Linked DNA regions of Mus musculus: all the other regions are linked to region 4. A link is a contact called in public Hi-C, HiChIP or PLAC-seq, Micro-C and promoter capture Hi-C data. All regions are on one chromosome and are shown on one strand. Each heading gives the region's core, a stretch centred on a gene start, on an enhancer-like site or on the middle of the called end of the contact. The rest is flanking DNA. Distances are from core to core; before and after follow the strand shown. Region 1 overlaps Gtdc1 (glycosyltransferase-like domain containing 1). Region 2 has its middle 110 kb from the start of Gm28643. Region 3 overlaps Gtdc1 (glycosyltransferase-like domain containing 1). Region 4 holds the start of Gtdc1 (glycosyltransferase-like domain containing 1). Region 5 has its middle 21 kb from the start of Gm39806. Region 6 has its middle 25 kb from the start of Gm39806.

What was found. Promoter capture Hi-C pulls out the DNA fragments that hold promoters and counts their contacts. A called contact is a pair of places that touch in the nucleus more often than the background predicts. HiChIP or PLAC-seq counts read pairs in DNA pulled down with a chosen protein or histone mark.
Region 1: a contact with region 4 is called in a Hi-C map of cortical neurons, with 1.7 times the contacts expected there. The contact joins the enhancer-like site here to the promoter of Gtdc1 in region 4. A contact is called at or near these places in 1 of 39 promoter capture datasets (3T3-L1-derived adipocytes), 3 of 484 Hi-C or Micro-C datasets (cerebral cortex, cortical neurons and rod photoreceptor) and 2 of 115 datasets of contacts at active chromatin or transcription factors (bone marrow-derived macrophages and neural progenitor cells).
Region 2: a contact with region 4 is called in an H3K4me3 HiChIP or PLAC-seq map of bone marrow-derived macrophages, with 4 times the contacts expected there. The contact joins the enhancer-like site here to the promoter of Gtdc1 in region 4. A contact is called at or near these places in 1 of 39 promoter capture datasets (HPC-7-derived erythroid cells), 2 of 484 Hi-C or Micro-C datasets (cardiomyocytes and cerebral cortex), 2 of 115 datasets of contacts at active chromatin or transcription factors (bone marrow-derived macrophages and microglia) and 1 of 9 other capture datasets (liver).
Region 3: an HNF4G HiChIP or PLAC-seq map of pancreatic cancer cells shows a contact between it and region 4. The contact joins the enhancer-like site here to the promoter of Gtdc1 in region 4. A contact is called at or near these places in 1 of 39 promoter capture datasets (3T3-L1-derived adipocytes), 2 of 484 Hi-C or Micro-C datasets (cerebral cortex and rod photoreceptor) and 3 of 115 datasets of contacts at active chromatin or transcription factors (bone marrow-derived macrophages, neural progenitor cells and pancreatic cancer cells).
Region 5: a contact with region 4 is called in a promoter capture Hi-C map of trophoblast stem cells, with 5 times the contacts expected there. The contact joins the enhancer-like site here to the promoter of Gtdc1 in region 4. A contact is called at or near these places in 11 of 39 promoter capture datasets (the 3T3-L1 cell line, 3T3-L1-derived adipocytes, cranial neural crest and 4 more), 3 of 484 Hi-C or Micro-C datasets (the G1E-ER4 cell line, the N1E-115 cell line and embryonic stem cells) and 13 of 115 datasets of contacts at active chromatin or transcription factors (the 230-238 cell line, embryonic stem cells, epiblast stem cells and 4 more).
Region 6: a Micro-C map of embryonic stem cells shows a contact between it and region 4, with 4 times the contacts expected there. The contact joins the enhancer-like site here to the promoter of Gtdc1 in region 4. A contact is called at or near these places in 4 of 39 promoter capture datasets (3T3-L1-derived adipocytes, cranial neural crest, embryonic stem cells and 1 more), 1 of 15 datasets of contacts at CTCF or cohesin (the NIH/3T3 cell line), 6 of 484 Hi-C or Micro-C datasets (the N1E-115 cell line, embryonic stem cells, myocytes and 2 more) and 13 of 115 datasets of contacts at active chromatin or transcription factors (the 230-238 cell line, bone marrow-derived macrophages, embryonic fibroblasts and 6 more).

Annotation. Positions count from the first base shown.
Region 1 is chr2:44,621,293-44,623,992 of GRCm38.p6, forward strand. The region is part of intron 6 of Gtdc1 (glycosyltransferase-like domain containing 1); the gene reads right to left. Among named protein-coding and RNA genes, the nearest start is that of Gm52509, 32 kb to the right of the region's middle. Within about 2 kb of position 1,414, at least 8 of the 459 cell types and tissues checked have an H3K27ac peak or open chromatin away from gene starts, as enhancers often do. A contact at or near this core is called in cortical neurons, where this site is marked.
Region 2 is chr2:45,245,255-45,247,954 of GRCm38.p6, forward strand. It overlaps Vis1. Among named protein-coding and RNA genes, the nearest start is that of Gm28643, 110 kb to the left of the region's middle. Within about 2 kb of position 1,422, at least 51 of the 459 cell types and tissues checked have an H3K27ac peak or open chromatin away from gene starts, as enhancers often do. A contact at or near this core is called in bone marrow-derived macrophages, cerebral cortex and microglia, where this site is marked.
Region 3 is chr2:44,640,723-44,643,422 of GRCm38.p6, forward strand. The region is part of intron 5 of Gtdc1 (glycosyltransferase-like domain containing 1); the gene reads right to left. Among named protein-coding and RNA genes, the nearest start is that of Gm52509, 13 kb to the right of the region's middle. Within about 2 kb of position 1,394, at least 8 of the 459 cell types and tissues checked have an H3K27ac peak or open chromatin away from gene starts, as enhancers often do. A contact at or near this core is called in pancreatic cancer cells, where this site is marked.
Region 4 is chr2:44,925,915-44,928,696 of GRCm38.p6, forward strand. Gtdc1 (glycosyltransferase-like domain containing 1) reads right to left here and starts at 1,322. Exons shown (of 11, transcript NM_001362987.1): 1 at 1,228-1,322.
Region 5 is chr2:44,478,452-44,481,151 of GRCm38.p6, forward strand. No RefSeq gene overlaps it. Among named protein-coding and RNA genes, the nearest start is that of Gm39806, 21 kb to the right of the region's middle. Within about 2 kb of position 1,435, at least 4 of the 459 cell types and tissues checked have an H3K27ac peak or open chromatin away from gene starts, as enhancers often do. A contact at or near this core is called in trophoblast stem cells, where this site is marked.
Region 6 is chr2:44,525,133-44,527,832 of GRCm38.p6, forward strand. No RefSeq gene overlaps it. Among named protein-coding and RNA genes, the nearest start is that of Gm39806, 25 kb to the left of the region's middle. Within about 2 kb of position 1,394, at least 140 of the 459 cell types and tissues checked have an H3K27ac peak or open chromatin away from gene starts, as enhancers often do. A contact at or near this core is called in the N1E-115 cell line, the NIH/3T3 cell line, embryonic fibroblasts and 5 more, where this site is marked.

The DNA of each region.
Region 1 (2,700 bases), core at 164-2,663, 300 kb before region 4:
GCTACCAGTCCATTCTGTGCTTCAAAGATACGTCAATCAGATGCAAGGTGCTATGACATATATCAGACATGAACAACGTAAATGAGGGAAGGTTTGTTTTGTCTCTCTTTTAGCTTGAGGCAATGTAGATCTTCTGACTGGTAGAGCAGGCTGCTTACGTCAGGGCAGCAAGGAACAGCAAGAGAGAAGGCGGGTCTCCTTTTTATTTGGTCCCGAGCCTTAGATTATGGGGTGGCACTGACATATTTGGGGTGGTTTTTCTCCATTATTAATCCTCTGGAAGTGCTCTCACAAGACGCAGGCACATTTTAACATATGTTTACATGTTGAGAGCCCACCATTGCTTTAGAATCTACATATGAATGAATGCTGAGGTACATTTTTCTGTTTCTGGTTTACTTCCCTTAATGTATTGTCCTTCATGTTTATCCACTTTATCACAAATGTCAGGATCTATTCTATTTTTATTTGCTAAATAGTATCTATGATGTATGAATGCCCCATTTTCTTTATCCACCAGTCTGGTTGATTCCCTATCTTAGCTATCATAAATAGACTGATTTGATTTTCTTTGGATTCACAATAATGGGAGTGTTGGATTACATAATTAATTTTCAATTTTGTGAGAAATTTTATTCTGATTTCCATAATGGCTGTACTAGTTTACATTCCTGTCTTAGTCAGTGATCCATTGCTACGATGAGACACCATGACCAAAGTAACTTGGGGAGAAAAGGGGTTTATTCAGATTCAGCTTATGCTTCCATGATGCAGTTCATCACTGAAGGAAGTCAGGACAAGAACTCAAATAGGGCAGGAACCTGCAGACAGGAGCTGAGGCAAAGGTCATGGAGAGGGGCTGCTTTTTTATAGAACCCAGGCCCACTAGTCTGGGCATGGCATCACCCATAATGGCTTGGCTCTTCCCAGTTGACCACTAACTGAGAAAATGCCTTACAGCTGGATCTCATGGAGGCATTTCCTCAACTGAGGGTCTCTGACGACTCTAGCTTGTATCAAGTTGACATAAAACTAGCCAGTACACATTTCTATCTTTTTCTTACGTTCCAGCCAACATGTTTTTAAAAGATTATTCTAACTTGGCTTAAATGAGAGCTCCTTGAAGTACTGGCTGTGGGTGTCTTTAGTTAATGTCTTCAGTCCACCAGGCCATCTTTAAATCATGTGATTTATTCTCTTGCTATCTAGGCATCATCATTATCACTCAAAAGCTTATGGCATCCATCCTGCTAAAAATGGAAATAATTTGTGATATTTACAGTGTGAGTGCTTGATGTAAAAGGTTCAAAAAAAAAAAAAAAACCCTTCTATCTAGGTTTAGTAATACCCTAACAGTCATACAATGAGAAGCGACATTTGGTAGCCTTTTATAGACTTCATTTACAAGGCAGCCACTTAGAAGTGTTTGTTCTGTAGTTTAATTCCATTTTTTCTGCACAGTATGTACTTGTTTTGGTAGGCTGAAAATGGAGACAAAAAAGGATGACTTTATTTAGCTGTATCGTTCTTTTTCTTTTTCTAAGAGTTAAGAAAAATGGATTTTAACCAATAGACGATAGTAGGCGAGATCAACAGTCCCGTGTCAGCTAATGAGGTGCTGGGCTTAATTCACTAATAAAAATAGCCAATGCTGGTTTATTAGAGATTTTTCTTGTCCAGGAACTGTGTATGCTAGCTCATTTTCATATATCATCTTTAATCCCTCAACACAGGCTACATTATCCCTTTCCTCTAAAGAAGAAACTGCCACTAGAGAGTGGGCAGCCTGTCTTCAGACACGATGCTAATGACAGTCACAACTAGGGCTAAGACTCTGTCACAACTGCTGGAGGGCACAATTGATATTCTTGCACTTAGGATAGATTCAATGTTTACAACCAGGAAGCTAACAGTTAAATTTAAAATCTAGCATATTAAAAATTCTTTAAAGAAGTTGTACATATCTTACACATAATTCTGAAATTGCCATCTTCAGCCCTTGTTTCTCACCTTGGCTATCAACACTTGGCTATCAACTTCCTGTTAGAAATATCCAATTTCAGGTCAAGAACATATTTATAACTTAGTATGTTTCCCAGCTCACTAAATAGCATCTCCATTTGCCGACTATAGGCAAACTCTTTGGAGTGTATCCTGGCTTCTTCTGTTCACTATTATTGCTAGTGACCACCTGAGGCAGGGTGACAGATTACACAGTTGAGTATGCATAAAATCCTTGTTTGTAATATCAGGCTGGTAGACATTTGACAAGTGGCTTTGCTGAACAGCATTTATCTAATGTTCCAGAACTAGAGAGACACTATCATCATCAAGTGACATCTATGTCTAGATGGAAAGGAAGAGGGGCATAAGAGAGGGCTTGGGATGTTTTCTATTGTCCAAGCTTGGAAGTGGCTCCATCATCCTGAGTAAATGCTAAGATTAAATGAGGCAGTTATCCCAAATAGAGGCTAGAAAATGTGGTCCAACAATCTTCCCAAGAAAAGGAGAAAGTAATTTAGGGACCATCTACAGTCTTTTGTCTTGTGTTCTTACTCTAGGACTCCACTCCCTGGGGGTGTTCTTGCTGAAACCACTGACTGGGCCCAGCTGAAGAACACAGCCAGTCTCAAGAGTACACTGTTTCAAAAGCAGCAGCATTCAGGGTGCCATTCGGCTACCGTGGCAGGTGTAGAGTTA
Region 2 (2,700 bases), core at 172-2,671, 320 kb after region 4:
CTGAAGTACACTTAATATGGGGCATGATTTTGTGGTCTAGGGCTTAAGGGTGGACTCTAGCCTGCTCTCGTTCAGTTTTCTTCCCTTCCTGGCCCCCTCGTCTTTTGAGAACAGTCTCTTCATAGATCATCCCAACAAGAATTCTTATCTCTGGGTCAGTTTCTGGGAAGCTCGCCAAGATATATACCTTTAAAATAATGAACAGGATAATCTTAGAATTATTTGACCACATCTTCAATATACACTAAATGGTCAGTTTTGAGGTGGGCATCAATAGAAGAATGCACTTGAGTTAGGGGGGGAAAACCCTAAAAAATAACAATGGCAAAAATTAATTTGTGTGTGTGCTCTTGGTGTCTCGTAAAAAGAGGAAGTAGTTTTTAAGGAGTTGCAAATGTATAAAATGCTACTGGCCTGGAGAAATTCCAGTGAATGAGATCTGCTTGTCTGTAGTACTTATCTTGGGATTTTTTTTTTACATTGACCAAAGTAGTTTCTGTCACATGATCAAAGCTAATCTCAGGACAGTTCAGACAAACAAGGATAATTATAAGCTCCATCTTCTACATATAAAGACTGTTATTTTCCACCACCAAAGACTGTTTTAGATGTATTAAACCACTTGTTTTCTGTGAGCAGAGACCTGGTCCCAAAGTGTTGTTCAAACCTAGGTCTCTATGCAAAATAAAAGGTCAACTTTACAACTAATTGGAGATACATCTACACCTTTTTCATAGGTTGCTCTTCAGATTCAATCCTGTTTAGCATTACATTGGAAATTCATCTACTAATCTGGAGTTAACTTCAGTCAAAGTTGTTTTTATATTAAATATACACATTAATCATGCCCTATTGTGTAAGGAAATTATTCTGGAATCTAGCAGTTAGAACTGACAAATCGTTATTGTCCCAGAGTTTGTGTGGCTAAGGACTGAGTGGTGGTGGAGGTGCTTCTATTTTAGGGACTTGCACAAGGTCGAAGCAAAAGTGTTATCCACAGCTGCAGTCAGTCTCCTTTGCAAGCTCAGCAGAGTGAGGACTGGCTTTTACCTCCGCCAAGGTGGTTCAGGGCTCAGCTTCTTGGGTGTTCTTGCAGGGCAGCCTGGCGGGCTCCATTTCCTCCCTGGCTAGTGGCCAGTGACATCCCTCAGTTCCTTGTCATGTAGCACTTTTCATGGTGTAGTTCACAAGATGGCAGCTGGCATTCCTTAGAGTGAGCAAGTGACAGAAAGCAAGAAAGGATGGGCCTCAGAGAAGGCAGAGCATTTTCGTAACTGAATCTTGGAAATGACACCCCATCAATTTTTTTTTTTTTTGCTGTATTTTCTCAGTTAGAAATGAGTCACTAGACCTGGCCCATGCCCACGTTCAACGAGTGGATTATACATGGACAGTGTGGCAGGAGCCTTTTTAGAGGCTGCCTACCACAATGTGTCACTTGGCTTCCTCATCTATGAGGACCAGCGACTTGATCCAACCACTGTTTTCTCTTTAAGGAAGCACTGGATATTTTCAATATGTTAATTTCATGGGTTTAGGCATATGTGCTGCAGTTTAGTGCTCTTCTTTCTCGCTTGTTCTCCCTGCCACCCACTCTCCAATTTCTCTTCTCCTTTTGCCTGTCCTTGCTTGCTTCCTCTGCCCTCGTGCTTCAAGCTCTACTCACTTCTCTTTCAGGCTCCCTGATTTGCCCTCTCCTCCTTTCTCATGCTCTCCTGGTCACTGTCTTTAAAGAATGTGAATTGTGTATATCTGTTCGTACTACCATGGCCCTTGCTGTTCTCCCATCTGCTCCTAGGGACCATGGCCAACCAGCAATTTTAGATTCTGCCTTTTAAGTTTCTAAAGAAAGTGATCCAATTCAACTATTGGGTTTGGTGGTGTTTTTTTTTTCTTCTTCTTCAAGTTCCTTTAGGAGGATGACACCATAATGATGTGAGAGGAAAAAAAAATTAATAGAACACTGAGGAATCCCAATTTAGAGGGTCAGTAGAAGGTGGAGGATTTGCACTTGCTACTTTTCCAAGCATAATGTCAGATAGGAGGTTTAACTACTGTCTTTTCTTGTGAATTCTGTTAATTAATAAAAATGATATAGAACAAAGACATATCCCAGGGTGGTGATGATAATACTATAGCTGGTAGTTGATGGTAACATTGGTGTGTCCTGCGATGGTAGTTATAATGATTTTGTTGGTGATGTAGGTGAGGGTATATTGTTACTCACTAGCTTGACAGTGTTCAGTCCTTGAGACAAACTTCATCTGTCTCCAGTGTATAGCCTCACTTGAATGGATGCATGTAGACTAAAGAAGATGTAAGCAAACTGGACTGATAGGCTAGTTCAGTCACTAAAGATGTGGAGAAATATTTTTTTTCTTAAAGCTGATATGACTTTTAGAAAAACTAGTTAGTAGTAGTATTATTTCTATTTTCAGCCATAGAAGAAACACTCAAAGAAAGCAGACTACTTTTATCTACTAGGGAAAAAGAGCTTATTTTACATGTAGGGTTGATAAATAGTAGTTATCGACAATTGAGAGTGATTCCAAAGCTTGAATTTATCTGTCTGTTTGACTCTTTGTCTGTCTATCTATATTTGCATCTTGGGGGCAAAGACGTGATTAGAATGCTCAACTTTCCATGCCTACAAAACTAGTTGGCACCTATCTACTGATTTCAATGCAGGACTTACAGTCA
Region 3 (2,700 bases), core at 144-2,643, 290 kb before region 4:
CTTTCCTTTCCTTTCCTTTCCTTTCCTTTCCTTTCCTTTCCTTTCCTTTCCTTTCCTTTCCTTTCCTTTCCTTTCATGTTTTCTTTTCTTTTTTTCAGTTTTTGGTTTTTAGTTTTTCGAGACAGGATTTCTCTGTATAGCCCTGGCTGTCCTGGAACTCACTCTGTAGACCAGGCTGGCCTCGAACTCAGAAATCCGCCTGCCTCTGCCTCCCAAGTGCTGGGATAAAAGGCATGCGCCGCCACACCCGGCTCCAAAAATGTTTCTTAAGAAAACAAGTTTAGGAAATGAGGGTTACACAACATTCATCCAGTGAAGGGCTTTTACAGTTGCACAATACCAAATACTATACAAATGTCTATTTATCCTCTCATTTGAGTACCTCTCATATCATAATAAATAAAAACTCTCCCAAACTTAGCACCCTATGTAACAAGAAACCTCCCTAATATGGCATCTTCAGAACTGATAGTTGACCCGGGAAACTCTAAGAAATGCTACTTGAGGCCTGAAGAACCATGGGTGAAAAGCATGGGGCAGGCAGATGGGTGATAACTGTTCTATACTAGTGATGGTGGGAGGGATGTGAAGAGGCATGCCCTTGGGAAAATGATGACTTCAAAGGAGAAACTCTACATGGGTCTGTGTTAGTAGACAATATTAGTAGGGAATATGAAAGAAAGCATAAGACTCATGCAAAGGTGACAGAAGAAGACATGGTTCAGAAAATACAGATGACATAAAAATCAAGCACGGTCACGTAAGTGGTTTCTGTGGATTCTTGAATTGAAACCAACTTAGGGAGAAAGTAAAGAGGAATAAGAAATAAGTAACTTCTAAAACTAACCAGTAAGACACAAACAGACCATACAGTAATCTAAGCCTTTGGGTAATTTACAAAAGACTAAACCAAACCAAACAACAACAACAAAAACAACAACAACAACAAAATAAAACCAAAACCCTATTCACTGTTGCCCAACAATGTGTTAGAAATTAATTACAAATTAACATTTTTAGAATTTACTCACATAAGCAAATAGCAAAGATAATTAAAAGATCATGCTCACCCACATGTCTCCAATACATCAATTATATGGTAAGCAGATTTATATACTTTCTAATGTATCTATAAAGTATAAAAGCAAACCTCTTGACACAGAATTTGATTGTATACACATTCTCTCTTTACCTCCTGCAATGCTATCTTTACTAAATAGAAGAATCACAAGCAAAAAGAAATGCATGCTAATTATAACTGTATGTTTATAAGCCACAGCATTAAGGAGAGAGTCCTATTCTTGGTTGATTGGTTGGCTGTGGTATAGAGGCATGCTCTATTTCACTGGTGATGACTAAGGGCAAATATTAGTAAAATAGGTGGCACATGTCCATGAAAGTTGTTTGAACAGAGTCTAGTCACAGATGAGCCAGTCATAATCTCACACACCCAGCACAAGTGCTTTGAAGAATGAGACACCAAATAGCACTACAATGGCTGAGACTGCTTTTTCTTTCTTTCTTTTTGTTTGTTTGTTTGTTTTAATAGATAGAATTTGGTATCAGAGTCAACATTTGTCTTCTGTGGTGTAAGCATTCAAAGGTGACATGAAATACTGACAGCAATCTTGAGAGAGAGTATCTTCCTTGGACAGGACAGATTTGTGATAAAAAATAATCATCCATAAAAATTAGTTTCAGTTAAAATTAACAAGAAGATATCATCTAACTATTCATAGGCCCAAGAAATGCATGTTGAAACTGAAATAAGATTTGTGACCACCAGACAGGCCTTATTAGCTGTGTCTGGTGCTAGAGATGAGACAAACTTAGTAAAGACAGAGAAAGAGACTCCTCTCCTACTGTGAAGGCTGGTTTCCTGATTCCTTCCCTTTAAGTGGCTCCGATATAAGGCTGTCCTAAGGAAACAATGGTTTTGTTCCTACGAGCCTATTCCTACTTGTTTTTATTTTCCACCATGATTTGTAAGAGTAATTTCTACAAATCTCCACTTTGGGGGTAACTTTTCTTTCACCATTTGTTTATATGGACTCTCTTAGAGCAGTGTATATATATATGACTAGTATTATTTATCTTAAATGGTTATGTCTCGAATTCCCATTCTCTCTTAGTTTCAAAGTGTTTTAGATTATATACTTTGCTAATTTAACTGCCTACTTGTATGAGCAATTCACTTACCCAATTTTATAAAACTCCTTTAGGATATAGTCTTCACACAGAAATTCAAAGTCCTTATGAATGTCTGACAATATGAAATCTACCTTGCATCTTTGCCAACATGAATGACTTATTTCTACTGCCCTGACAAAGAAGCTCTCTAAGGTAACTAAATTCTAGCTTATACAAGGTTTCCTCTAGTAATTCAATAGTTAGGAAAATCCCTAGGTAAACTTCCCACGATAGAATTCCCTCTCTCAGTGGAAGCAGACTTTCTTAAGTCATACTTCTTTTTCCTTCTTTTCCCCTAGTTTCCTACCGGCACTATGGGCCTTTGTGCAGTCTTCTGGTCACTTTGCTCTTTTGCTCTTTGACACCTTATCTAATGCTGGGATTATTCCTTTTTTTTTTCTTTTTTTTTTTTTTTTTTTTTTTTTGGTTTTTCAAGACAGGGTTTCTCTGTGCAGCCCTGGCTGTCCTGGAACTCACTTTGTAGACCAGGCTGGCCTCGAACTCAGAAAT
Region 4 (2,782 bases), core at 72-2,571:
AACAGAGAGTCCTATTAGTCTAGGATTTATAAGGTAAAACTGTCAGCATGATTTCAGAACAGAAGTAAAGACACTGTGTTGCTATAAAGTGTATTCGTAGGTATGGTTTAAGTTTGTCGGAGTATCCTGATTCAAAATGTGTTTCCCCAATCCTCAATATTAAACTGTTTCATTAAATACAGAACAAGACCCTAAGGACAACAGTGTATAATTCTTCTCAGTTGAAGCTGAGAATCTATTTCACATCAAAACCTGGAATGTACTAATGAAAATTCAGTATCTCACTGGGTATGTGGGTTCCAACATGAAACTCTTGTCACTGATAAAGCTTAAGGTAAACGGGTTAATAAGACACAATAAAATGGCTCTGTTGAGTTATACTGCCTTTTCCCCCACAGCAGTTCCTTTACCTAACCACTACAGTAAGCTTTAAAGTCAACTTCAGGGGTGCTAAGTCACGCAAGCTGGGCACAGAGGGGACGATGATCCTCAGCGTGGAGAACGATCGCCTTCAATTCACGTTTTCCATTTCCTTAACTGTGATACAGATGGGAGGGAAAATGTAAGCCCTTTCCTTTGAACTTCCCAGGGCCTCAAGGCACTAACTTTAAGAATTATTTCAAAGCTTATCCAATGAGGGGTAGTTCTACGACTGTAAAAGTTGCACGAGCCCCGCGAAGTGGGAATTGGGGTGCAGACGCTGCCTATCGCGAGATCGAGGGTTAAACTGATTTATTAATGCAACTTTGCTGTCGTTCGGTTAGTTGTAAAGACTTATTAACTCCAAGAGCCCTTCCTCGCTTTAGAAAGCCCCGTCAGGCGGGATCCTGCGGAAACATCAGGCCTATGCCGAATCCTCTAATGAGGGGCCGCGAGGTGTTGGGTCTCGCCGCCTGAGGTGGATCCCGAGTAGGAAAGCGCAGGCCAGGCCTTGCTGCGCGGGAGCCATGGCACGATGTCCCAGTGTCCGCCTGGACTCTGCCCTTCCCAAGCTCCGCGCTAGGGAAAAGCATCGCCCGGGGCCACAGCGCGGCCGGGCAGAGCAGGAGGCCGCGCGTGCGCCCGGGAAGCGCGGCCCCGGCTCCGCCCTCCTCCCCCTCCGCTCCTCGCGGCCGCCGCCCCACTGGGAACTCCGCGCGGCGCGGCCCCGCGAGGCGGGCGCCGGGAGGGAGGGGCCGCGCTCCCCGCCTCCCGCGGCCAGCGCAGCTCCCAGCCAAGGCGACTCACCTCCTCCTCCTCCTCCTCCTCTCCTCCTCCTCCTCCACGGCTCCCTCCAGGCCACCGACAGCCCAGCTGGCGACGCGCTGACGCCGAGCCCCTCCCCCGCGGCCGCCACCGAGGCCGCAGCCCCTCCCCGCTGCGGCTGCCGCGGCCTTGGGGCGCGTCAGGCGCCGGCCCCGCCCTCGCCCCGCCCCTCCCCGCCCACAAGCCTGAGGCTCCGCCCCCGGACGGCGGCCTCCACGCCTAGTCGGTGACTCAGAGGACGCGCGGTGCTGGGCGAACTCTCCACGGTGGCGCGGCTCCTCACACCTGCTCTCCGCCCACGGGCCCCGCGTACGCTTTCCAGTCAGGCCAGCGCCCCCGCCGCCCCTTCGGCTTTTCCGTACTCTCTCTCACTCCTCTGGTCGCTGCCTCCGCTCGCTCGCGCTGCGGCCTTCTCTTCCCCTGAGAGGTCTGGGGGCTGACTCACCGGCTCGCACGTTCTCAGGCAGGTGGCTAGCCGGCACCTGTAGTCCCCTTCCCTGTCCTTCCGGGCGCGCCTAAGCCTCGGGGACCCCGCAAGGCGAGTGCACACCCTCCTGCAGGTATTGGTCAGCACGCCCCGCTTTCCCCCCCCCCCCCCTCGGAATTCTTGCGGGACCTCTCCTAGCCGATGCTGGCGTTTCCTGTACTTAACTTATATGCAGCCTTTTGGCTGTCGAGACTATACGTATTACAGATGCATCTTAGAGTATTAATAATAACATATCTGCGGTCCCCACAAGAGCAGCTACAGAGCAATTAAAAGTCAGAAAGAATCCAAGAAAGTCTAAATGGTTTCTATTAAAAATAGGAATTTATCTCCCTTACATTTCTGTGAGTCTGAATTAGTGATTTCGTATTTGGGATCACGTTGTGGATTAAATGATTCATGCAAAGACAGAACATGCAACGGTAGGTCTATGCTTTTATCTGGTAACTTCATTTTTAAAGCTACAACTTGGAACAGACTGTAGTGCAGAAATGCATTAAGCATACCAAAATAACAGAGCCTGATTAGGCCTTTGGAGTTACAACCACAAGTTGCTTAAAGTTATGTGAGAAAACATTGTTATCCTTAAATTGAACAGTGAAAACGATCTTCTGTTCTAAACAAAGCCCACACTCTATGTGGACCTCCAAAGCTTAAAACCTCTGTTGACTTGAACAACAGTATCCCGAGCATTTAAAAAGCCTAATAAACCATCTGTCCATCTACTTTTACACAAATTGGGAAACACAAAAAAAGTGAATGCAGAAAGCTGAAAATGAGAATTCCAAATGGCAAATGGATCTAGTAAATCCTTTTTCACAGAATAAAATATTGGGGAAAAGCCCAAAGCCTACTATTATTCATCAATCTGGAAAAAGCCATAATTTTATACATGAATTGTATACTTAAGATCACCGGGAGTCTTTATTATTATTTTGCTGATTAAGATCTGAAGTCCAGAGAAAATGAGTTGCCTAGCCAATATGCCCAGATTTCCCAAGACCTGTCTCACATACTTGTCAGCATAGGATTTAGAGCTACAAGCATAAA
Region 5 (2,700 bases), core at 185-2,684, 450 kb before region 4:
ATCCTAGCAGGTCTTTCAGGCAGAACAGATTGCAGATCAAAGGGTTTGTGGCTGACTTGGTGTTTACATTTGTCTTTGATAGCATGCAAAGTACTTTTCTGTACCAAAGACATTAAGTACACAGAGGTAAAGGCTCTATGTAGGAATCAGCTCACCCTCTCTTTGTTCAGTGAGTTGTATAGGTGTTATATTCAGCAATTGGGTCTTGTCAGTTTATAGAGAGCAACCTATTTCCTTAGCAATAGCCTGGGTTCTTCGGGGAATTTTATGGAACAATCCAACTGGATATAACCCAGTCCTGCCACTGAAAGGTTTGTTTGGTGACAAAAGATGGTTGATTGGGACTCTGTTCCATTATTTGAAGACTTCATTAGAATTACCTTCATATATTTTAAGAAGTTTCTTTAAAATACTCAGAGAAAAAGTTAGGTTTATTCTTGATTTGAAGGTATAAGTGTACTGAAAAGATACAAGGACAGATTGATCAGGAAGCTGTAGGTAGCCATCCTACCAGATTACTGGCTACTCAAATGCCCATGGCCTCTTTGAAGAGAAAATACTAATTTATACATATTCTTTGGCAGAAGACAAGAACAAGTCTCTACTAGAACCCCAATGTTTTTTCAGGAAACTTTGCTACAACTTTGATGTTCTTCAGGAAACTTTTGGGTTTGTATTTCTATAGTCCTGCAGTGTTATTGACAATTCTGTCCTAATTTCTGTCCAAATTATTGTGTATTTAAGTGTTATTGACAATTCTGTCCAAAGATGACCATCTACATGCTTCTAGGAGTCTATGTTTGCATAAAGACTGTGCCACTTCTGAACCCAGAATCCTTCTTTTAACATATCCTGCTTCATGGCATCTGACATTTGTCCTGTCTTTGTTCCAAGAAGTCATGTGATGGGAAAGGGGTGGGTGTCTAGGATATCGTGACCTTTGTTGCATAATGTTGTTATGACTCAGAGACTCCTATTAGAGTTTTAGTGAAGCAAACCTAGATGAAACTCCCAGATTATCTCCAAGATGGTCTCTGTATTACTTCTGTGTCGTTCTTTGACTAAGCACTGTAAAATTTTACCGTCCCCAAACATCAATATGTTTTATAGCACATGGTCCCAGTAGGGCAGAACTCATGGACAACCTACCCGGTGGGTCCTGCTTGGGATCTTCCATGAGGCTGCAGTCACCTGAAGCTTAAGAAGAGGTGGATGAAATACTTGTAATGTGGCTTTTCACATAGGAGGCAAGTTAATACTGGGTGTTTATAAGGTCTTAATTTCCTTTCCCCTGGGCTTTTCAGGAGATTCTCAATATAGCAGTTGGCTCTACCTAAAGAAAGTAGTCTCAGAAAAGAAGGGATAAGGCACAGTGACTCACAAATCAGCATAGCAAGTCACCAACGGTAGGTCGGCTCTAGGCGATGAGAAAGAGCTCTACAAGGACATGTGAACAGAAAGGAATGTCATCCAAGGCTGTTCTCCCTCATCATGCCATTACTCATAACTCCCTCTCTCATGAAATAGAGTTTATTCTTTGGCCAGCTTGAATCTAAACTGGCCCGTGGCTGCTTTGACTAGGTGAATCCAGAAGTTGTGCTGCGTCACTGTAGACTTGAGTCCAACTACTAGTTTGAATTTAGTGCTTTCTAGAGTCCTGGGCTTCCACATAAGAAGTTCAGATTGCTCTAATGAAAATGGTTAAATGAAGGTGGGTTAGTATATCAGGCATATGTGTACACTAGGCCAAGCAGAGATTTTTCTCATCACTTAGGACTGACTAGACTGGGCTTGCTATGCTGAAGCATGAGTCTCAGTGGCCTTTCCCTTGTGACATTGTTTTCTTTGATACAGCTCAACCCTATTCTGAGGCCACCAAGCAAGCCTAGCTATCTGGTAGGGTTATCAGACATAATCTGTTGCTTTCTTCCTTCACCCCAAGTTGATATGGATGTTATAAAGACAGAAAACAAAACCAAAAAGAACTAGAATAAAATTTATGTAAGTTTTGATATTTTCTCTTGGTTACTGCGTTAGTTTCTTCTCCTCTTGCTTTGATAAAACACCCTGAGACTTGTGAGAAAGGGGTTCATTTCTGTGCCCATACAAGGACATAGCCCATCATTGCAGAAAAGTCAAAGTAGCAGGAATTTGGAACAGCTGGTCATACTGTATCCACAATCAGGAAACTGTGATGAATGCTAGCACTCAGCTCACTTACTCTTCTTTGTATAGTGTCTTAGTCACTGTTTTATTACTGTAAAGAGATACCACAACCAATGTAACTCTTCTTTTACAAAGCATTTAATTGGAGACTTGTTTACAGTTTCAGAGGGTTATTCTATTATCATTGTGTTTGGGAACATGGAGGCAGGCAAGCATGGCACAGTAACTGAGAGGTGCATCCTACTCCATAGTCAGAAGGGTGGGTGGGATAGGGGAGGGAGAGATAGTGAGTCCGTGGACCTGGGACTGGCATGAGCTTTGGAAATCTCAAAGCCTACCCCAAGTGACACACATCCTCCAACAAGGCCACACCTCCTAATCCTTCTAATCCTTTCAAAATAGTGCCACTCCCTGATGACTAAGCATATAAGCCTATGGGAGCTATTTTTTTTCTGAACCACCATATACAGTGTAAAACCTAAGGCCCAGGTAGAATGCTACCCATTTTTAGGATGAGTCTTTTCATCTCAAATA
Region 6 (2,700 bases), core at 144-2,643, 400 kb before region 4:
GAAGGGTAACAGGAATCCGGTCATTTTTCATTTGTATGCAAAATATTCTGTTCCAGAAATTAACCCCTGGGCCCCATGTCTCTTTCCATCTCCAGGAATTTTCTTTGCCAGCCACTTGGAGCAATCTTCCCTTGGTCCTGAGGTCACAGGGTTCCCCCTCCTTTAAAAGTAAAGGGTTCTCTGGCCAGGTCAGAATGCCTCTTTGTTTCTCCTCATTACTGGAGGATAAAGAGCCCTGCCCCACGAGGCCTGTGGTAAAAGGCACTTCTTTAACGGCCAGCAGCATTGAAATGCAAACTTCCACTACTTTGACCAAATAACTCTCATTGACCACTTGCGGAGCATTAAGGTAAACCCTTTACAATGGATCAATCCCAGCAACCACCTTTTCAGCCAGGTCTTCAACTGTTAAAAAGTCTCTTTGTTACTTACCACCTTAGACAAATGTCACCATCTACATGTGAAGCGGAGAGGGGTGATTGAGGCTTTTAATTGATGTGGATTTAATTATGCTAATTTAGACAGCTGTAAAGCATCTCAGAATAGCAGCATAACAGGGCAAACAAATACAGGTGCCCTTCACTGCAGGGGCTTAATTTTTAACCTAGGCACTTGAAAGGAGGAAGAGAACTCAAAAGGCCGAGACTCCCACTCCCTCACTGAAATATTTAGCAGGCTAAGTAGTCATTCTTTAACCCTTGGTCTTATTTAAAAGCCTCAAACCCATCTTTGATTAGAATAGAAAAAGTTTAAACAATGGCTCTATCCAGAATTATTCAAGACAACAGCAAAATAGAATTGGGAAATTTCAAATGACCTTTATTTCTTTCTCAAAAATATCACAAAATGGGAATGATTTTTTTCTGATGTAGTAAAATCTGTACAGAGCATTTTCTTAAGAAGGACAAGATCCTGATTTTTTTAAAACTTTTAAAAAATGTTTTAGAATACCTATCTGCCCCCCCCCTTTTTTTTTTACCTCACTGTTGGCAAATGGCAGACAGTCACCTTCGCTGGTTCAAAGTCACAATCCTTAGCTCTCTGCACTTCTGTCTCCTGCCAGTGCTCTCTGTTGAGTAAAATGGAAACTATAAATTGGTTGGGGGCTTAATAAGAAAGAGAAGGAGTCTTGAGCATGCCACACAGGCAGAAGAGCCCCTGGCCTCTTGGTTAGCTGCTCTGGAGGGAGGCTCCCTCCCTAAGGCCAGGCCATACCAGGCCAGGTCTTGTGAAAGAAAATGAAGAAAGAAATCTGAAGGGCTTTTATGGCTGTTTTGTGGCTTGCCTGGGTCTAAAAAAAAAAAAAACGCCTCAGTTCCTCACATCTGGAGTCCCCACTCTTCCAGGCCCAGGATGTCACCACAGACACAGCAGCAGGCTGGACAAAGGGTTTTTCAATGAGTCATCTTCCTTTCTCCCAGCCGGGCCCTGCTCACCCTGGTCAGCCTTCTCTTCTGTGTCTCCCTTTGTTCGGTAGTAATCAGCTGTGTAATTAGCTGGAGAAGAAAGGGCCCAAGGAGAAGACAGACTTCTCTGTTCCACCCAGAGGGACAGCATGGCCTGCCTAGTCCTTCCCAGCACACATAATTTGGGGTGTGATTTCATTTCGAGCTTTTACTAATCCTTCTGTCTTCAATGATTTATTTAAGTTCTCTGATTTCACTGACTAAATGGAAGAATCACTTGTAGCTGACAGAGCAGTGGAGCCTGTCCAGCAGGTACAGTGGAGAGCCCCTTGAACACAGGCTGCATATCCCAGAATTCTTTGGACATCCTTATCATATATTTTTGTTTTATTAACTTTTAAAAATTCCTTCCTTCTGTCAATTTGTTATTTGTTTGTTATTTGACACCTCCCCCATCTCTTGTTGCTTCCCACAGATTCTTTTAACGTCTTTTCATCTTTTTTCATAAACTTTTGTTGCTTTTTTGTTTGTTTTTGAGACTGGGTCTCTCACTACATTGCTCTGGCTATCTTATGTAAACAAGGCCTGGCTTCATCTTTTTCCTTTTCGAGGGTCATACTGGGAATAGAGAAGAAGAAGAAGGAGAAGGAGAAGAAGAAGACGACAACTCTACCTATATATATCCTATAAAACATATTCACTAGTCTTCTGAGTGCCCATGGTAGTGAATAGCTCTAATCTCAATATGAGGCAAATGATCAGAGTTAAGCCAGCCTGGTCTTCGTACTGAGTTCCAGGTTAGCCAGGGACTACAAGGTAAGACTGCTCCCCATCCCCCAAATATGATTTAGATAAAATTCTGGCATTGTTTACGTAAAGAAATTCAAAGTAGTGTAAGCATATAACTTTACATAAGTTATTTATCCTTAATATGAAATCAATGCCAACATGGAGGGACGGAGCTTTACCTCAGCAGTATGTATGCGCTTAGTATGTTTGAAGGCCTGGGTCTAATCCACAGTACCACAAAAAAACACATGTATAAAGATTTTAGTGTGGGTTGGCTGCAGGTGTGATCCCAGCAGTGACAGGATTCCATTCTTAAAATCTCAGCAATGGTTGTGGCCTTTTGATATCTCAGAGGAGCTAAGTCATAAAAACACCACCAACGCATTGCTTCTCTTTTTCTGCTAACGTGAAACCTGAGCTCATACAAATTATTCCCTCTCTCATGATGTGAAAACTCTTCTCCTTGTATAACAACAACAAAATAATAATACATAGCCGAGAATTT